Linked DNA regions of Anas platyrhynchos: region 2 is linked to region 1. A link is a contact called in public Hi-C data. All regions are on one chromosome and are shown on one strand. Each heading gives the region's core, a stretch centred on a gene start, on an enhancer-like site or on the middle of the called end of the contact. The rest is flanking DNA. Distances are from core to core; before and after follow the strand shown. Region 1 overlaps NINJ2 (ninjurin 2). Region 2 overlaps WNK1 (WNK lysine deficient protein kinase 1).

Region 1 (7,008 bases), core at 2,021-4,520:
ATCTGGATTTTCCTGGCGGTTCAGATTCACATAACTTTACCTAACATCTATGGATAATAATCACACATGTACAGTCTGCACAAGCTAACTGTCAAATCCATCATGAAGTTTAACTTCAGAACACTTAAAATCTGATAGAATTAGGATAACAGGCTCTGACTGAGAGCAGTCAGACTCGTGGAATGCCCACAGGGAGACCAGAGCCCCATGGTGTTAGTTACTGTACATATGCAGAAGAGGAAGGATTTTCTTGTACCAAAAAGCTCTTAATGTGAGATGTGAAACTTATTTTTACTGAGAATCCAAGACAGATATCGTACAACAGCTCAGGGCCAGGCTGAGGCCTCACGAGCTCCTGGAACTGACTTGACTCACACGATCCCATTTCTCTCCATTTTAGCAACAGCAGCATTGAAACCCTCTAGAATGCAGCTAAGTGACTTGCCACAATCAATCCAAGGAGAGCAATAGCCTCAGCTGGACAGCAACCAAGCCACAAGCAGAAATGCTAACGCACTGGCCCCACACAAAGCAACACCAGGCACAAAGCAAACAAGCACTGCAGTTCCTCAGCCAGGCTTGGAGATACAAGCCATGGATGTACTCCACAGCACACAGAGGTGCTCCCTCTCACCCCTCAGAGCACCTTTCGAGCACAGCACCCTGTGCCTGCCCCAGGTCACCCCAGCCCTGGCAAGGCAGCAGCAGCCTTTCCTGGCACAGCAGGCTCCCAAGCAAGGGGCAGCCCTGCCTGCCAGGGTTTAATGGAAGGGTGTTAACACTAATTGAAGCCGAACAGCCACAGCCATGCATCACTTGGCATTGTCTTACGTTAAAAAGCAACAGCCACTTGGTAGAACACCCCTAATGTGTTTAAAAGTCTTCCCGGAGACAGATGATGTTGTTTCTACATGTGACATTCCCAAGCAGCCTAGCACAGACTTGAGATGCTGCTCTGCATACTTCACTGCCCATTGCTGACTACAAGCATCTTTCCCTGTAACCCAACTACTGGCTCACGAGTTTCCACATTCACTACCTAGTTTGGCCAGCCCTGAAGGAAAACAAAACAAAACACATACAAGCAATTAGGATTAAGGGCTTATGAATGCTTAGATTGGCAGCAGCACCTTTATTTTTCCCCTTCCTCATGATGGCACGAGGCCTCAGCTGGCACACAACTGAGCATGCCTGTTCTGAACAAAAATCCATAGATTTAACCCTTTTAGATCGAGAGATTGGTTCAATTTCCTGGCAGAGAAGGAAACTAAGCCTGGCAGAATGTGAAGAAAGAACAGCACACACCCAGGTGAGACTAAATCAGCAGGGTATGTTTGGAGCTGCTGGTGCAGTAGCAGGCAGACACAGACCCACAGGACAAGGCTGTTGTGAGTGTTAGCACGTGAAGCTAGAAAAATGCACTGCAGATAAACTTATAAATAATGGAGGGACCAAAACCCCTGAGTTGCACTCTTTATGGATGATTTCATCAGCTCTGCCTCTCCTGAAACCCTCAGTCGGATTCTCCCCTCCTTCCAGCCAGACTGTCACAGCTCCCTTTCCCTGGGGAGCCCTGAGCTCTCTGAGGGTGACCGGGGGCATGTACCTGTCAAAACCTGCAGATGAACCTGAACCCCAGAGTGGCTTAAAGGGAGGTTTGTCTGCAAAAACACTAAGTAAAGCTCTCTGAGAATAAGAGTCACCCAGTTTAAAAAGCTTCACTGGCTTACCTGATGAATCCAGCCCATGTGTATTACATACCCAAAGGCACATATCATGCTTCTACAGTAATCTGTAGCCATGTCTCTCTCCAGACATGCCCTGTGTGAGCCATCTCATTATTTTATAGACAGGAAAATGAAGATCCAGGGAGAGCATGTGAAATGACCTAAGCCACACAGCAAAGGACAACACACAAGTTAACCTTGGGCTTCCTCACATGGAAGCCAACATCAGCCCAGGGCTTGGGTAGCTCTGTATTGAGTTGCAGGTCACCAGACCACAAAGGATCCTTGCTATGTGCCTACCCCATCCTAAGAGTTTTACCTGAGGCATCTGTTACCAGCCACAGTCAGAGGGGAGCTAGCACTTTGGTCCGACCCTGCACAGCTCTCACCATCCTCCCACAGTTACAGAAATCAACCTGACCCTCAGCAGCGAATGCAGACACCCTTGGAGTTGAAAGATGTTCTGATTTAGGACCTTGCCTAGGAGTGTTTTGAATTAAGATGATCAATATAAACTTATCTGCTCTTTGGATCTGGCTGCAGCCTGAGATCAGAACCAGCTTGTCTTAATATTTTGTGCCATAAGCCATCCAGCTTGGGGATTCATCTTAACATGTTTAGCTTTGTAAGCACAATGCACTGGTTACTGTTGTGCCTCCCGGCTGCTCTTCCATTTTTTATAAACTCATTTTCTCTGCTAACCTACTTTTAATTTTTTCTCCCCCCATAAAGCTGCTTTTAGCCTCCACTTACTTTCTTCTCCCCACCCCCCAAGTCACCAGGATAACTCTGCTCTGGGTGCTAAACACAAGTGACTTGAACAGGCTCCAGCATCTATATCCTGGCTTTGGAAATAATTGCTCCTGCTAATCCTTTCAAGTGCACTCCCAGCTCTGTGCATTCAAAGAGGTGTCCCCCCTCTGCCGCACGCCCACACCCAGTTGCTCCCGTTCAGCAGCCAGGGATCACACATCAGCACATCCCAGCTGTTGGTGCCAAGAAATACGTGTGCTCCCAAGCCCACTACTTGCTCCTGAGCTGGTGAAGGAGCCTTCATCCACAGTGTCGTTGCCCTTCCTGCCTCTTCCTCAGTCCAGCTTACCTGGAAAAGAAACACTGCCTTCTATTCCAGCTCAGCTCTGCAGCCTGCCAGTCATTTCCTGGATCCCTTCAATTCAGTATCATAAATACACTTAACGAGGGGGTTTAATATAGATTTGGTAAGACAGTTATTTGTGCAATACATAATTTATGCTGCCCTGTAGCATGGGAAGCCGTGCGCAGCATCCGAGAGCGAACAGATTCAAGGAACTTGCCGTAGAGCAGCGCAGTGTGCCAAGGGGAGGGCAGGGCAGGGAGAAAAGGGAGAAGCAACCTGAGTGAAGGAAAAAGGAGCTGAAAAATGTGTGAGAGAAAGGCAAGGAGAGAGGCACACGGTGAGAAAACCATGGAGAAGGAGAAGACAGAAGGAGGAGGCGAGGAGGAGGCAGATGGGGGCAGAGCAGGTCCTGCAGGATGAGCAGAGCTGGGGAGAGGGAGAAGGGGAGCGCAGTGCACGCATGCCTGATGCGACAAGCAGGTCTCTGCAGGCTGCGAGTGCCGCAGCCAGCCGGGAAGCAAAGCCTGCTGCCGTGTCAGCCGCAGGGCAAGAGCAAGGAGAGGCACTCATCTCATGGGGCTCTGCGGCCTCCTGACTCGCCCCGCTCCTCGCCTCTGCTGCCAGCCACGGCCAGGGGACCTCACCACTCACTTCCAGTCCTTTAGCTCTATGTAGGTTTTGCTGTTAGCCTCCTGCATGGCCTCATTTCTGAGCCACAGCGAGAACACGAGGCCAGCCTTTCAGCTGGGTAAATCCAGGAGGTTCTGCTGACAGTCTCACAGCACATCATGCTCGTCCCTTTACCCGTATTAGTGTCCCACCTAGAGACCCGCTGGCTCAAGGGTGAGGTCCCAGCACTGTAGGTGCTGCACTGCGGTGACATCTCTGCCCAAGAAAGCTCACCGGGTTTGCACGTGGGTGTGAGATGAGATACAGAAGGTGGATAAAGCGAGTGGAGAGTTCAGTGAGACTGGAGAACATGAACGGTGCTTAGCAAGCAAGCAGGATCTGTGCTGGCCATTTGCCTGGGTTTCCACTTCTGAAGAGGCACTATCCCTCTGCACTGGAGGCTGCTTTTTGGTTGAAGAAAGCTCATCTAAACCACTGGGGTCAGTTTTACACTGAGCAGTGCCCTGTCACAGAAATGTGGGGGCACCTCAGAGAAAGATCAGAAAGGTCTTGATCAGAACCACTCCTGCATAGGGGCAGAGCCTGAGATACAAGGAAAGCATCCCTGACTTATTTTCTGGGGTTCATCCAATGCGAATTTAAGGCAACACAACCATTTGGCTCTGGACAGGACCCCCAGCGAGCAGAACAGATGGCTATATTAAAAACAAAAAAAACCTAAGCACAACTGGACGAGCTGACAGACCCTGTAGAGGCCGAGGAGGGGGACTGGCCCTGAGCGCTCAGCTCTCATTTTGCCTGCAGCAGCCGTGGCAGGGTTTGCTCTAACTTCTGCTTGTGGAACACAGCCAGGGTGCTTGCTGCCAGGCTAAATAGGAGATAACCAGTCCTCATCTCACAGGGTCTGCAAGACAGTTGGTATTGACCAGAGTGCTCTCTGCATGTCCCTCCTCTGCAGACAGACATACAAAGGTACAACCTGCTGGGGGGCAGGAGTCTGGCCATCTCTGCTGCTCCCCGTGCTGCCACCAACACTGCCAAGTGCCCAGACGTGGCATATATGCCAAAAATATTGAAATTGGCTCCCTTCATCCCAAGTGAAGTGATTTGGAGCTGCAGGAACTGAGCTGGAAAAGCAGAGCAGCTAATAACCGTGCACACAGAAGCATTGACTTAGAGCAGGGCTTTAGAGCAGGGCTTTCCATCTCTGCCTCCTGCGTGCAGAAGGGAAACAGTGCTCCTCTCCTGCCTCGCAAAATGATGAGTTTCTGTGTGCTTTAACCTTCAGCAGCTGATGTTTACAAAGTACTTCTGCGGCTGCCAACTGGCAAATACTGTGGAAAAACACCCCGGGTTTTCCCTGGTGCCTGATGCCCGGTGCGTGCCTGTGTGTGCTCGCCTGTGTGCGGCTGTTTATCAGCTGCCATCCCCGCAGTGCGAGCCTCCGCACCTACCCCTCTGCGTGCAGGGCCTGCCTTCACGCCTCTGTTTGCTTTGGCACCCTCCAGCATTTCCCTTGGAAAGGACGGCTGGTAATATAGCTGCTCCTCAGACAGCCCCTCTGCCAGAGCGCTCCCACGAAGAGGATTATCATCCACATACTTCTCAACTTCACCCCGTCCCACTGTCTCTTTCAGCCTCTCCTCCCCCAAGGAGAGGGTCACAAAACCCACAGGTTTTGCAATTAGATCTGCTCTGTGTTCCCCTCCTCCTTCCCCTCGAAAAATACAAGAGGAACCACAGGTTTTTGCAGAACTTTTCCAAGCAACTTAAAAAATGTTTCAGCCCCTCACCCCCTGCAGCAGACCTGCAAGCTTTGGAAAAAAAAAAAAGTGTAGGTGAACCTTCTCCAAAGGCTTTCATAATAAGGTAGCTATTTCTTGAAGGAAAATAAATAATAAAAAGCAAAGAATTTCCTTGAAAACTAATTTCAGTGGAAAATTTTCAGGTAGATTTAGTTAGCAAAGCAGCGCCAGGCAGCTGTGTAGGCCAGCATGCCCTCTGGTGCCAGAGCCAGGCTTCACAGGCCCTGCGGCCTGACAGCTCCCCGTGTCAAAAGTGGTAGGCCCCACACACTTGTGGTGATATTCTGCTCCTCCTTTGTAAACCAATTCCTAAAAAAGATAAAAATAAAAGTAGAAGTTGGAAGCTAAGTATTAGCGCACGTGTCTGTAGGGGAGTGCTTGGAGTAAAAATAGAGCCGGTTATAAAACATCGCTGGGTGCCTCACTCAGCCCCTTCAGTGATCTGCGTGACTGTGCCACATTTACACAAGAGAAAGCAAAAATGATTTGCCTGAGGTCAGACTGAGGCTTGCCCAGGCTCTGTAGGGGAATACGGCTGTCTCATACAGAAAGCCAAGACATCCAGAAGATACTGCAGTGATCCCCGCTCTCAGGAGGGCACACTTTCAACGCGACTAGAAAGACACCAGCTCTGCCCTGATGACCTAAGTCACATTAATAAGCCTTCAGGTACGTCCTGTGGCTTGCCTTAGGTCTCTGCTTGCCAAAAGGGAATCACAATCTCCCCAGCGATCCCACATAACCCCCTGCAGCTCCCTGGGCAATCCTGCTGCGGGAAACACAAGCTGCTCATGAATCAGCTCCTGGAGCACAGCCATCAGAGGACTGAACTTTGAGGCAAAGCAAGAGCAGCATCGGTCCCATTTCGAGAGCTTTGCACACACAGCAGCAGCCCAGGAATAAAACAGGAGAGACAGTCACAGCTTTCTTACCCTTGCCCACAGATGCAGTGGTTAGCTGGTGTCAGCTACAGCACTGGCACCCCGTCAATGCCATCCTCCCACAGCAATCGAAACACCAGCTCTCTGAAGACTGCTGCTCTGCTTAAGCCTCATGCTATCGGACACTCCAGGTCTGCATTTGTGGCTGCTGGGCCAGACAGAGCACTCGGTAAGGGCGGAATCCATAGAGGAGCTGGATTGCTCTAACTTTAGCTGCAATCAATAGGCCTTCTGCAGTGTAAGCACTTCTGCAGACTGGCTGATTGCTTAGCTGCCTTCGCATAAGCCTGGCGCCCAGCTTTCACCATCTAGTAACCTTTTGGCCACCTTTGTTGATCTACCAGGTCAGGGCCAACAGAACTTCATAACAGGAATCACTTGGGGTTTTTTTGTTTGTTTGTTTTTTGTTTTTTAACTGCTCAGTGCAAGGATTTCCCAGATCCAGCAGCTCCACGTAGGAGAGCAGCAGCTTTTCCTGCCTGCTATATCATCTCCTGAACAGAGGTGCATGCCATTATGCTCACTCATATGAGAAAAGACCACATGAAAACTACTTTCATAGCCTGTTCGTCTGTGACACAGCTCAGCACATTGCAACTCTGCCCCAATTCTCGCTACAGGTAAAGGAGCTGGCAGCTCAGGAGGAGGAAGAGATTTTATTCAAAAAGGACTGACTTGCCTTATTTGTCTCCACATAAGCTGCTGGGAACAGATGTCTCAGCCTCCTTGTGCCAGTCACTTGTTTGACAAAAGCTTTGTCTGGTTTGTACAGAGTCCTTGTTCTGGCATCCTTAACTCATCATTAC
Region 2 (7,008 bases), core at 1,808-4,307, 170 kb before region 1:
AAGAAGAGCTGCAAGTAGTCATCTTAAGAGGGGAATGGTAGCAGCCTCTAGGTCTTTGCAGAAGAAAAAGAAGATTAGATTTTGGCACCAAATGACAGAAATCACATCATTCTCTCATCCTATGCCCTTTAATCAGCAGCAACCACTATCAGCACAAGTCAACGCCACCTTGGAGGACACAATGCTGGATGCTGAACAAGGAGCAGTACAATCAGCATAGCCAGCTGCTCTGTAGAAAATTATCTCCACTACGTAAAATGAAGAGGAAAAATTCACCCAGATTACACAAAAAAGCCACAGTGAGAAACAGCAACTGTTGTTCCCAATAGCTGCCATACTTCTGTTCTTGAGAATAACCAGATGGGACTGTCTGCATTCACCAAAGAGCCAGGATCGGCATGGGAAGCCTGCGCTGCATTAAATATTGCTTTTTGCCTCTGAAGGCATTTCTTTGCCATTATGTCCACATTTCCTATGTCAGAAGAACAAGCATTTCAGATGCAAATGACTAATACAGCTTAAAGAAGGCAGAAATGAGAATTGTTCCTTGGCCCTGCTGTGAAAAGTTTTTCTGTTCACTGGGCTGACCGCAAGAAGACAAAGAGAAACCTTCACAGAAATACCAGGGCTTGGTTCTGCTACAAAGCTTGCTGAACAGCAGCCTGTAGAAAACATCACAAAGCGTTGTTTTGGATAGCCTCCCTGCCCTACCCCTCTCTTGTAAAAAAGCAACTTCACTCAAGTTTGAGCTTTCCAAAGACAGCTACCAAAATGGTAATCAAAGCCGTATACCATCAAGGAAGCTTTCTGAATTCCTAGTGGTACTGCACAGTGTCTTCACTTACAGATGTGGAAATGATGGTTAACCACTAGGCCTATAGTTGTGGTTTTTGTTTTTGTTTTTGTGTTTTTTTCTGAAGGACACAGTAAAGGCAGAAGTAATCTAGATTTCTCAAACCTATTTAGTACAAAACCAATTAAAGCATCAAAAATAAGCATCCTGCCATCGCGGTGCACACCCCCTCACCTGCTTGGTCTTGGTTCTCAAAGCTCCTCAAACCTTTCTACTGACTTGCTCTGAAGACTGCAACTGGCAAGTCTAAAAAAACTTGAGTGTATGGCAGGATTTCTGAAGAAAACTGATTAAAATCGGAGCACGAAATCCCCAGCAATGCAAATCACCTCTGTGTTGTAAGGGCCAAATAAGAGTCCCTGTCTCCCGCCTGACAGCTAACCCACCTCCACCTGGCCACCAGCCCCATTGCTCGCAACCACGGTACCAAAGCGAGAACTGGCTCCAAACCCCTGCAGGAATGCTTCACGTTGAGGAGTGGATCAGGAAGGTGAGGTACTTACTACGCAGGACAATTAAGCAAAGTGTTACTGCCTCTAGTGGTGCTGAAGAGGGAAGGATCCGCATCCCTCCCACCAGTTCCAACTCGAGCATGGGCACTCCCGGGCACAGGCAGGCAGACACATGCACCAGTACCCGCGGGAAGGAAAGTGTTAGGTTTCCTGACCAGGGCGTGCAGCTGCAGCTCAGATGAACGAGTAACAGAAATTCACTGTAAGGCAGTAAAGAAAAATCTACAACAAAATAACAAGACCCTGAAGCATGCAGTGCACGGAGAGTGCTCAGAATACAATTATTTCATCAGAACTATGACACAAAAGGTGAAATTATAGACAAAACAAGCAAAACCGACAGAGGTACTCAAGAGGAGGCATCAAAACCAGTAACAACCACATTCCACCACGAGGGTTCATGCAGAGCTTGACACACTCACTCTCACACTCTTCGTGATGGCCAATATCTGGGTTTGGTATCTCACATTTCTGCTGTGATCAGTAAGCATCCAGCTTACAGCCTAGGCCCTAAGCTGAGGAGCTTCTTCAGGCCACAGGAAGAATAGAATTATTCAAGGAATATAACACAGTGCATTCATCTGAAAATGTGAGAAATTTTTTAGAGAACCTCAGGGGCTTTGGAATGGATTGGTTTAGGGTTTGGTTCAGGGTTTAAGGCAGGTGGGAAAGGTGAGAGGCAACGAGAGCCTTGTCTACAGAATGATTTTGTTTTGGAGCTGCAGCCCCAGGTCGCAATGTGAAGCAGACCAGCCCGTACCATTAGGGGCAAGCTATAAAATTACTGCAGCTCCCACAGCATCAATTTTAAAACTTCCCTCTTGGGAATTACACATTTTAGCTCTGATGTATTCACCACCTACTGAAGCTGCCATCCAGAAGAGTCTGAAAAGGAAGTGTTTCAAGTTGTAGTGTTCAATGGGAAGAGCCCCCCGCATTCCTGCTCGGTCACAGCAGCCGTCCCCAGTTCTGCTCTGAGGTTGAGTGATCAGAAGTGAAAAGGCTTCTCCCTCTCCGGCCTGCTACCTACAATGCCTTTATTCCGCTCTTTTTATTTTTTTTTAATCTCCCCATAAGCCAGCAGTGAAAAAGGCACCTTCAAAATCTGAAATAGCACAACCACATCCAGGCTTTTCTCAACATCTCTTACTTTCAGACACAGACCGGAGATCTGGGTCTGATGGCTCGCTCTCACTCTTAAAATGCTGCAGGAGTCTCTGCAATTGGAGCTGTCACCGAGGTGGCAGAACCCAGCAGAGAGGCAAGCAGGCCAGCTGCTCAAAGGTACGGTTTTAGCACATCACAGTGAGCTGCTGCCCCTGATGCTCGATTCGCTGTCATTAGCAGTGAGCAAAGAGCTCCGCAGTGAAGGTGAGGCTCTGCCCGCCTCCACCTTCCTGCAGCAGTAACAGCCACGCTGTATAAATATGCTAACAACAGAGTAGACATTAGAGGGCACAACAGAGACAGACAGATGCTGTGCTGGAGACAGAGTCAGGGAGGTAAGGCTTCGGTGACCAGAAAAAGCCAATGAACAGCTTCACAATCAGGAATTGGAGATAACAGAAATAAGATAATTACTACAGAGCTGGTTGCAAGGACAGACTTTTTTCACCATCTTCCCTGAAGCACAAAGAGAGAGTCATTTGTTAAAGATAAGAGAAACAGTGAGAAGTGTTTAGTATCAGCAAACAGTACAAAAAGCTTGGGGAGAAACAGAGGACGCAGCACAGCGTGGCTCTTTATGTTACCACTGGGACATTCTAGGAACAAATCCAAAGGCTGGTCTGACAGTTTTATCAGTTGTACTTTCGGAGAAAGAAATGGTTCAGCCTCCTGCCTTTATCCTTCAGAATTCCCAAAATAGTGAAGAATGGCAGGAAGCAGCATTGTTATCACAAAAGGAAAAACAAGTTCATCTTCTATTTTTTTCAGGACATAGAAAGCGTTTCACAGCTCTCAAGTTCAACCGTGTCACAAAACGAGCAGAATTTGATAGGCCAAGTGCTTTCATAGTTTGTCACCCTATTTCCCCAAGTCTTCCCAGCTCCATGGAGCAGTTCAGACTTTCCCTGCCAAGCTGTACCGCTCTGTTTCTCCAGCTGCACAGTGAAAAGCATCAATTACCGCACTGTTTCCTCAACACTGCTGATTTTAACCCAGCATCTTTTCCAGTTGTCACTCTCCAAGACAGTCTGCAATAGCATTTCAAGGACAAGACTCCGGGAAGCAAGCAACTTGTAAGAAGCCGGGAGCCAGGCCAAGCTGTGCCATACCTTTACAAGTATTACCTGCTTTTACAGGACAGCTACAAAATGCTTTTCAAAAGGAACCCATTTCCCTTAGCACCAGTCCCACAGGCAAGGGATATACATGCCGAAGTACTCTTCTAGCCAGATGATGTGCAATTTGCAGCAAGCCAAGGCCTCGTAGGCATATGACACTAATATAGTCAGTTCACTATCAAGTCCAGAAGTAGAATGGTCATTCTTTATACTCTTTATACTTTATACTCCCTACCCCAAAAAGGACAGGCCAAACCAGAGAATTTTAAACAGCTGGCTTTGGTAAGCATTCCACTCCTTCTAAGAAAGGAGCCATAAGTCTTTGGATTACAGATGTTAGTTACTGCACACCTGCACAGTAATGTACCTAAAATCCAATGCAGTGGGCTAGAGGTGTAATTGCAAAACTCAGCAGCCAGGAAAAAATCTCCCCTCCCTCTGACTCACTCCTGTCTCAAAGGACTGAGTTGGTTGTATTGCAGCTGTCTCTGCAGAAGGCCAGGTCGAATTCCTGCACACGGTTCTCTGGCTGCCAACTGCATCGAGACAGATGCTACAGGTGCATGGTACCGTCGTGCAGTGCAGCAACTGAAGGTCTCTGTTCAGCACTTAAAGCTTTCTCACACCAAGTCATTCCAGAGGGTGGGAAATAAATGTCAGAGCATTCGAAAAGTCGGGTCTGCAGAAGCAGCAAGGGAGATGTCACAGCACTCCCCATCAAAAGCATCACATCAGCAGCCTCAGCTCAAGCATGGCCTTACTTCAGAAAATCACATCAGAAGTTTGAGGCTCTCGTTTTAATCTGGCCTAACGTAAGCACAAGCAAAAGGATTTTGAAAAAGCTGCAAGATAACTTGTGAGTGTTGACAGGATGTCTGACGTTGGCTATTTCCCCACCTTTACTGCTATTTGTGTCATATTTAGTCTGTCTCCAATTCACAGTAAGAACTTCTAAATCTGGGGCTCATCCAAGTGTGCCTGGAAATATCCTATGAATATTTTTAAAACCCTCAGCACTTCAATCTTTAGCTATCCATCTGCTAATGAACACAAGAAGTCACTGCTAACTGCCTACAGGTGGCATCAATGCTCTGCACTGCAATCAGCACTAGTGCTGACAGCATGCAGGAACACCCAGCTTGCACAGCAAGCACACCACTGGAGGAAGACAACACAGCCCTCCTGCGATCAGTTATAATAGTGCCCAACAAAGGAATAATTTGGAAAACAAACCTTCCTCTGTGTCCCACTAGAAAGAGTGCTTCCCCTCCAAGTCTTATGTCAGCTAATATATGCTGAAACATAATTACTAAGCAGGCCAGAACAAAAGGCCCAGGCACCAATGTCTTGCAAGCTAACCCTGATTTCTGGTATCTCACTGAACTGCCCAGAAAAGTTTCCACCAAAGCTTGGAGAAATCAGTGTTTGTTGTTCTGGGTTTAACAAGAGAACACCTGAGGTGAGAACCCAAACTTCTAATGGCGTGCTAAGAGCAGCTCAGCTGTGCCATGGAATGGGAGGGAATACAAGGTGGCAGATGAGGATGGGCTGCATGAAACAGATCCAGGCAGCAGAAGAAAACAAAAAGACGAAACAAAAAAAAAAAACAGACAAGGAAGGAGTAAAGGTGTTACACACAAAGAGCCAAGCAGGGCGTACTCAGAAATCGGGTCCTCCTGCCACCAGGCTTGAAGGTCACTCTCTCAGATGCACAGTTAAACTTCGCACAGCCTGTGAGAAAACAAAAACGGGAAGAACAGAGGAAGGAGAGGAGAAGAGACAGAACACCACTACAAGATGTTAGCAACTTGAGGTTGGAAGGGTGAAATGCATTAACATGGCACACAAGAATAAGCCTCAAAAGAGTGGACCAAAGAGTACACAGACAACATACGGAGTGGAGAGACTTGCCTTCAACAGCTGCAGACATTAGGCCAAGTTTGCTGGGTTAATCTCCAGTACATAACCCAACAATAGGGTTTCAATCAATAGGAAAGCCAAATGCCAGCAAACTTATCTAACTGTAAAAGATACTGTACAACTCTGGATGGAGGGAGATGAAAGTAGCTCCAAAACACTTGAAACAGTTCATTAAAAAAAATCTCTAGAGAAAATTCTTCCAAAAAGTTCATTTCTGTTTTCCATTTGTACTTCTCCAATTTCAAGAAAAAGTCATTTGATTTGATGCATTCAATCAGTCTATGGTAAAGCTTTTCAGTAAGATAATAAAAAATGGGAGCAGAAAAAATGGGAGCAACTAAGTTCACAGAAGTAAAAGAATCCCCTTAATGAGTGGCAAGGAAAAAAAAACCTTCCCAAATAAATCAGGGCTGAGTGAGAAATGCTTTGATAACATACTAACTAATTACAAGCCATTCTCAACTTGAGTAAAATTAACAATTTTTTATTCCTACACTCTTATCCAGCATATCTCTAACCCTTAATGCACAATATGGGCCTCTTTCTTTTTATTTCTTTTATCGTTAACAGAAACAGCCAAAGCAGTTAAATCTAAAAGGACTAAGTCTTCTTAAGTTTCCTACCATTTCAATCATCTCTTAACACCAAAGCTGTTCTGCCCCTTCCTCAGTCTCACTTCACATTTGCACACACCTCCCCCCCAGCTCCTTCTCATCTGTCTCCTCCTCATCCTTCCAGCCAACACCTTTTCCCCCAGGTCAGAAGAATATTGCTTGCTGCCACCACACTGCATTCTTTGTGTCCTTCTTAGTGTTTTCATTAGGGCAGATGGGGCCATATGCTATATATTCACTACCTCAACACTCTCAACATGCCTTACTTATGTGAGAAGCTAGAAAATTAGTTGCAAAAAAAAAGTCATCAGTGTCCATGCATATGGGTTAAATTCCCTGTCTGTTTCACAATATGTATTAAATACCAAGTGTCATCAAGCTGACCATTCTCTCACCAGCAGCAAAGGTGCAAGACTGGATGCTAAGTCCGTTTGAAGTCTTACCTTGGCCTGGTGCAGAAAGGCTTGGTACCGAAAGGGCACCGTCACTGGTAAAGGCAGAGTAGAGATTTTCGCTAGAAGGTGAAGGTTTGAGGGGCTGTAACAGATGGTTCTGTCCAGTCTCTGGCACGCTACCAGGAGGATGAAGAGTTTGCTGTGGGGGTAAGACTGATGGTGCACTCTGAGCGGATAGATTGCCTATAGGAAGAACAAAGGCAAAACACACTGAATATTTCAGTTTCGTCAAGTCATTTTCTAAGCTTTTGTCATTGTTTCCAAGTGAGAGGAAAAAAGAAACAACAGAGGAAAGTATGAGTGAGCTATTTTGTTAGTAATGCAGAAAGAAAAGCAGGGACAGGTTGTGGGGGGAAGGATATCACCATC

Evidence for each region. Hi-C and Micro-C count contacts between places; a contact is called where the count stands out from the background.
Region 2: a Hi-C map of subcutaneous adipose tissue shows a contact between it and region 1, with 2.6 times the contacts expected there. The contact joins two enhancer-like sites. A contact is called at or near these places in 3 of 8 Hi-C or Micro-C datasets (liver, skeletal muscle and subcutaneous adipose tissue).

What each region holds. Positions count from the first base shown.
Region 1 is chr1:63,816,928-63,823,935 of IASCAAS_PekinDuck_T2T, reverse strand. All of the region lies in intron 2 of NINJ2 (ninjurin 2), which reads left to right. It overlaps LOC106014534 (a long non-coding RNA gene), which reads right to left. Exons shown (of 3, transcript XR_003498924.3): 2 at 6,194-6,347; 3 at 5,385-5,570. Among named protein-coding and RNA genes, the nearest start is that of NINJ2, 38 kb to the left of the region's middle. Within about 2 kb of position 3,270, at least 1 of the 8 cell types and tissues checked has an H3K27ac peak or open chromatin away from gene starts, as enhancers often do.
Region 2 is chr1:63,982,045-63,989,052 of IASCAAS_PekinDuck_T2T, reverse strand. It overlaps WNK1 (WNK lysine deficient protein kinase 1), which reads right to left. Exons shown (of 32, transcript XM_072039579.1): 28 at 6,628-6,822; 29 at 5,289-5,381; 30 at 2,947-2,988. Among named protein-coding and RNA genes, the nearest start is that of ERC1, 25 kb to the left of the region's middle. Within about 2 kb of position 3,057, at least 3 of the 8 cell types and tissues checked have an H3K27ac peak or open chromatin away from gene starts, as enhancers often do.